Linked DNA regions of Macaca mulatta: region 1 is linked to region 2. The links are chromatin contacts, called in public Hi-C maps. All regions are on one chromosome and are shown on one strand. Each heading gives the region's core, a stretch centred on a gene start, on an enhancer-like site or on the middle of the called end of the contact. The rest is flanking DNA. Distances are from core to core; before and after follow the strand shown. Region 1 holds the start of FGF7 (fibroblast growth factor 7). Region 2 overlaps GALK2 (galactokinase 2).

Region 1 (3,247 bases), core at 125-2,624, 180 kb after region 2:
AGTATCTTTACACTGTAAACTTACTAATGATGACTTTTATTTCTTTAGAAGCAATATCTAAGTCCCAGGAATTCTGAGCCTGCTCATTATTGCTACCTCCGAAACTAGTGGAGTGTGATTCAGAACACAGTAACATTATATTTTCTTTCCTCCTTCTCTTCCTCCTTTTAGAGAATACATGATGGGATGTTTTCAGCTTTCTAGCTTTCAACAGATGCAATTATTAAAGAGTCTGTCCTCCTCTGCTTTAATAAATGTGGAACATTCGACATTTGGCATATAAAGAGTAACTGGGTACATCTGAACTATTCTGTGCTTTTGATTCTGTTCCCTAAAGGGAGAGATACAAAGAGAAATCACATAAACTATAATCCAGTTGAGTAGATTTAATTTCCTTTTCCTATTTGGTCTACATGCACCACCTGGTGGTAAAGTAGTGCATTTCAAGTAGAGAAGAATGTGTGTGTGTGTGTGTTTTGAGGTGTATATAACATGAAAAAGATAATTTTAATATATTTCTTAACACTGATTTAGATAGACAACATAATTATTCTACACCAAGAATCTAATACAACACTTGAGCACTACTTCATGTATACCAGAACAGGAAGTAAAGGAGAGAACTCATGCTGGAAAGGAAAATAGCTTACTCTTATTTACCTTAGCAATACATCTTATAATTCCATCTCTAAATTAACATTTATTATTACAATATTCTTACTGAGGCAAAATTCAAACACTGATAATCAATGCGAAACAATTTCCTCCTTTTTAATTTTTAAGAATAACAGCTTTTAAAAGTAGGTGCCCTGTTCCTTATATTAATAGTGAAGATAAGTCATAGATCATGGAATTGTAAAGCACCAGAGAGTCATTAGACCAATATACCAATTTTACAAATGTAGCAGCTGAGACTCTGGAACAGCAGGTAACTTGCCCAAAGTCATATCGGTTATTAGTGGTCCAACTCAAATAAGAATCTAGATCTTCTCACTTTCAGCCTAGGAATACAATACATAAAAATTGTACTTATATTCATATTCAATTAATTGTCTCTGTATGATGTGATAATACTCAACTTATCTACACAGTGCTTTAAGGCACTCATATGTTAGTTAATACATTGTTCTAACATTCTGAGCACAAAGAAGTAATTGAAGAAATGCATGTATCATAAAGCTATGGAAAAGATTTTCTAAGTATTAAAAAACCCTATATATATATTCAAATGAATAATTTTCCAAGTATAATACAACTTCTATATTGCAAAGAAGATTTAAAAAATTCCCTTTCCCCTTCTAACTGCTTCAGAACCAGAGATCTGTTTCTACAACGTAGGTACCCACTTGTAGATTTAAGCATAAAACATGTTCATAGCTCCCTCTCATGACCATTGAATACTATACAAGCCTCCTTTTATTCTCGCTGTTGTATTCAACTAACAGCTCACTGGCTAAGTTTTAATTGCTTCCAATGAGGTCAGCAAAGGTATTTATCGAAAAGCCCTGAATAAAAGGCTCACACACACACACACAAGCACACACGCGCTCACACACAGAGAGAAAATCCTCCTGCCCGTTGATTTATGGAAACAATTATGATTCTGCTGGAGAATTTTTCAGCTGAGAAATAGTTTGTAGCTACAGTAGAAAGGCTCAAGTTGCACAAGGCAGACAACAGACATGGAATTCTTATACATCCAGCTGTTATCAACAAAACAAGTAAGTGACTGTTATTTTGTCTTTAAAAACAATGCTGAATGTTTTCTAAAAGTTTATCTTTCTCTGATTTTAGTACTGAGCAGGAAAGTAAAGTTACAAGATTTTTGAGTCATGTAACTATCTATAGTAATTATGCTGTAGAACATAAAGATAAGGTTGAAGTTCTCCAGAGCAATCCTGACATTTAACTTAAAAAACCTGGGCAGTTCAGGAGAAAATAATTGATTAACCACAAATGTAAAAGCATATAATAAAGAAGCCTAGGGAGAAAGCACTCATACTTTGTTAGTGGCAATTGTAAAAACTTAATTTAAATCAATAGTTCTGAGTGCAGTATGGTTCTCACAAAACAGCAATTGGAATGAATGGTACAGTCATATTCTGTTTTGTCTCTACTCAGGCATAAATTCTATAAATCTACACATAAAGTGGTAAAGATTTTGACATCCTCTATGAAGGCTATTTTAAATGTATCTTCAGAGAATAACCTATACTGTATATTATACTACTACTTACCCACCAAAATTTATACATACAATTTTTATCTTCCTCTCTCTTCCCCTCCCTATTCTTAATCTCTCATTGCAAACAGAAGTCAAATAGCAAACAGCGTCACAGCAACTGAACTTACTACGAACTGTTTTTATGAGGATTTATCAACAGAGTTATTTAAAGAGGAATCCTGTGTTGTTATCAGGAACTAAAAGGATTAGGCTAACAATTTGGAAAGAGCAACTACTCTTTCTTAAATCAATCTACACTTCACAGATAGGAAGAGGTCAATGACCTAGGAGTAACAATCAACTCAAGATTCAATTTTCATTATGTTATTCATGAACACCCGGAGCACTACACTATAATGCACAAATGGATACTGACATGGATCCTGCCAACTTTGCTCTACAGATCATGCTTTCACATTATCTGTCTAGTGGGTACTATATCTTTAGCTTGCAATGACATGACTCCAGAGCAAATGGCTACAAATGTGAACTGTTCCAGCCCTGAGCGACACACAAGAAGTTATGATTACATGGAAGGAGGGGATATAAGAGTGAGAAGACTCTTCTGTCGAACACAGTGGTATCTGAGGATTGATAAAAGAGGCAAAGTAAAAGGGACCCAAGAGATGAAGAATAATTACAGTAAGTAATTTTATTTTAAGTACTGCTTATGAACCTTAGCAATCTGTTAATGGATCAATTTTCAGGTGATGGGTTTTCTCAGCTTCCTTTTGCTTCTTGGGAAAAAAATTAAATAAAATGTCACCTAATTTCTCTAAATTGAACTATGTTGAACTATGCCCCTAAAAATATCTCTTGGAACAGGACAAATCTACTTATATTATAGTTGGACCTGATAATCCAAGCCCATTTGAAAATACATACTCCTTGTCCTGAAAATGCTCAGAAGTTAAGCAAAATGTAAATAATATTATTCACACCAAAATGTGACTTAATATTGTCTAGCAAAACTCATTAAGATATCTAATTTAGAATTTCATAAATTATCACTAAAAGCTACTT
Region 2 (3,116 bases), core at 162-2,661:
CATGGAAAAAAATAATTTGGTATTTGGAGGAGGGTGTGAAGTCAAGGAATTCATTTCACTTTTAATGGGAGGATTGGTGAAACTTAGTTTTTCTATTTTTCTGGTGTTTTGATAATATACATATCTAAGAAACAGGAAGGAAAGAAGATAAAGAGAAACACTTGAACCCTTGGAATTAATTCTGATTGTCTGTTTTCAAAGTCAGAAATAGCAAATACATTTTTTATCAGAGCTATCTTACTGCAGTGCCTAAGCAAAAAGGGAACAATATGTATATTCTGGCTTTCTCAGCTAGTCTAAGTTATACTAACAATATTTATATTTTCTAAGGACTGAGCATAATTATTTGGAGAATTATTTTTTTCTGGAGTGAGACAGAATCTTGAATGAAAGGAAGTCTGTAATTTGTTCAGAGTCTTTAATTTAAATGCCATGTGATTTTACTCTTGTAAAAATCATAGAATCTAAGAACTCAAGGGACCTTAGAGATGAGCTAGTTCAAAATGCTCCTTTTACTGATGTATTAGTGTTACCATAGGAAACAAATGACATGTTAGGTATAACTGAAGAGAGTTTAATAAAGAGACTTTTACAGAGGTGTGGGTAAGGTCAAGGGAACTAATTAGGAAGGGTTCTCTTGTGAAGCTGGAAGCCGTTATATTTTAGGAGCTGCGGATATAGAGTAATGTTGCCAGAAATGCAGCAAGACAGAGAAAGAATGACACAGATGAAAATGGCAATGAGTGGGAATAGTTGAGGGGAATTCTCTATAGAGGTCAGCCTCTTGGGGTAGGGGAAGTGTGAGAATAGAGGGACAGAGGGACAACCGAAAATAACCAGCCTATTTGACAAGGACACTAAGTCCCACAACAGATTGGTGACTAAAGCCTTTCCTATTATTTTATACTCAGTAAACCCCATTCAGTTGCAGACAACAATTACTGCAGATGGGATATGATAAGTAGATGTAGAACTTGTTAATTCATTAATACACTAAATGTTGCATATCTGAAACCAGAGAACAGTATGACTAATCACCCAGAGAATCTGGAAGCCAGAAATTATGAATCAGAATGTTGCTAGTACAAGAGAGTATGATGTGGTAAAAGATCTATGAAAAAAGAAAATCCAGAGACTTCTGATTTCAAGATGTCAGGATAAGACTTATCTAGTCTTTTTCTGTATCCCTAAATTAATCTTATTAATCTTCTTTTCTCAAAAATAATTTCCAAACAACAGGGAAAATAAGAAAAGGAAGCACAAGCTTTATCTTCGGTAAACCAAGGAGACATAAATAACCATAAACCACAAAATACAGAGATGGAAAGTGGATAGAGGAATGGTACATGACTTAGCAGAATGGAGAAAGGTCAGAGCCAAGTGCCTGTGGAGGGAGTTGTAGATGGAAAGGCAGCTGACTCATCCCACAGCTCTCTGGCAAGCCTTAGGAAGAAAGCAGGGTAATATGATGGGTGAGGATTTATCTGAAAGCCTTTATGAGGACTATTTAGACCCTAAAAGGCCTCTCTTCACTTGGGACCATTTCCCCCTACTGTTGCAGGAGTCTCTAGAGAAACCACCAGAGATCATTTGTACTTGGGGGCACTGAGCACTGAGAAAGGCAGGATGAGAAAGACTTGAAAACCGGGAGATTAGAGGACTTCTGCATCTGAACAGTGAAATCCTTAGCTTCATTCTTCTGGTCATTACTGGCACACTGGCAACCTCACCACCCTGCACTCCAGCAGGAATGTTGGAGGATCCTTCTCAAAGGAAATTGAACCATCCCAGAGATGGTTCATACAGATACGGACATTTGGTGACCCCCTTCTCCAGCTCCTCTATGACCCTGTTAGAAGCCCATTTATAAAGCTTCTAATAAGCTTTTTAGTGACTCACTCTTAAATATGATAGGGCATCAACGGATAGTAAGATTTTGGAAGAAAACCTCCAAAATGAACCAAACAAACAAAAAAACAGAAAACAGGAACCCAGAGGAAACAGAGACAATGCTGAGAGCAGAAGAATGCTTCAAAGACATGATGTCCTCAGAGAGATAAAAGAAAATGTTAAGTCCTTAAAAAGTAAGAGTGTTACTTTTTTTAAAAAGGAGCAAACAATAAGATAGAGTTTTTGCATATTAAAAATGTGACAGCAAGACAAAATTTAGCAAAAAGATTGCAATTGCTGGGCATGGTGGCTCGTGCCTGCAATCTTAGCACTTTGGGAGGCTGAAGCAGGAGGATTACTTGAGCCCAGGAGTTCAAGACCAGCCTGGGCAACACAGTGAGACCTTTTCTCAAAAAAAGAGAACAGACTGGAAGAACTCTCTGATATAGTAGGGAATAAAAGAGCTGGACAATAAGAGAGAAAAGCAGGAAAATTTATGGATCAATTCCAGAAATCCATATCCAACTAGCAAGGAAAAACAGAAAAAGCAGTTATTAGAAAATTATTATTATTATAAAAAATAGATATGGGGCCTGTGTTGCCCAAGCTGGTCTCAAACTCCTGACCTCCAGTGATCCTCCCTCATTGGCCTCTCAAAGCTCTGGGATTATAGATGTGAGCCACTGTGTCTGTCCAGAAGATTATTTTTTCCAAAGTGAAAATGTGAATTCTGATTGGAAGGGCTCACTGGGTGTTTGGTGTAATAAATGTAAAAGGCCAAACCAAAGAATATCATCTGGAAATTCTGAAACTTGAGTGTTTATAGAAAAGACACTAAAAGCTAGTTGACAGAGCAAGAGAAAAGAAGGGAAAGAGATCATAATCAAAGGATCAGGAATGTAAATGAATTTCTCAAAAACAGTATTGGAAGATAAAGGCAGTTGATAAGTATCTCTAAAATATTAATACATTTTAGTTTAGGATATCTGTTTAAATGAATTAATCAAATGTGAGGATATAGTAAAACATTTTCAACATGTAAAGTGTAAAAGTCTAGAGGATGTAATCCACTAAAACTAGGGAGTAAACCAAGAAAGAAGATCGCATGGGAACTAGGAAATGAGAAATCCAATACAGGAGAGAGGAGTTGGGTATTTATAGAACATAAGGGAAATTCCAACATAACACCCATAATATCCAGCAGCTTAGAAAGCAGTGCAGATTAA

What was found. Hi-C and Micro-C count contacts between places; a contact is called where the count stands out from the background.
Region 1: a Hi-C map of fibroblasts shows a contact between it and region 2, with 3 times the contacts expected there. The contact joins the promoter of FGF7 here to the enhancer-like site in region 2. A contact is called at or near these places in 6 of 14 Hi-C or Micro-C datasets (blood, cortical neurons, fetal cortex germinal zone and 3 more).

Annotation. Positions count from the first base shown.
Region 1 is chr7:26,764,955-26,768,201 of T2T-MMU8v2.0, forward strand. It overlaps FGF7 (fibroblast growth factor 7), which reads left to right and starts at 1,375. Exons shown (of 4, transcript NM_001194613.2): 1 at 1,375-1,721; 2 at 2,314-2,866. The coding sequence starts at 2,581. The region is part of intron 11 of FAM227B (family with sequence similarity 227 member B); the gene reads right to left.
Region 2 is chr7:26,580,775-26,583,890 of T2T-MMU8v2.0, forward strand. The region is part of intron 5 of GALK2 (galactokinase 2); the gene reads left to right. Among named protein-coding and RNA genes, the nearest start is that of MIR4716, 85 kb to the left of the region's middle. Within about 2 kb of position 1,412, at least 2 of the 40 cell types and tissues checked have an H3K27ac peak or open chromatin away from gene starts, as enhancers often do.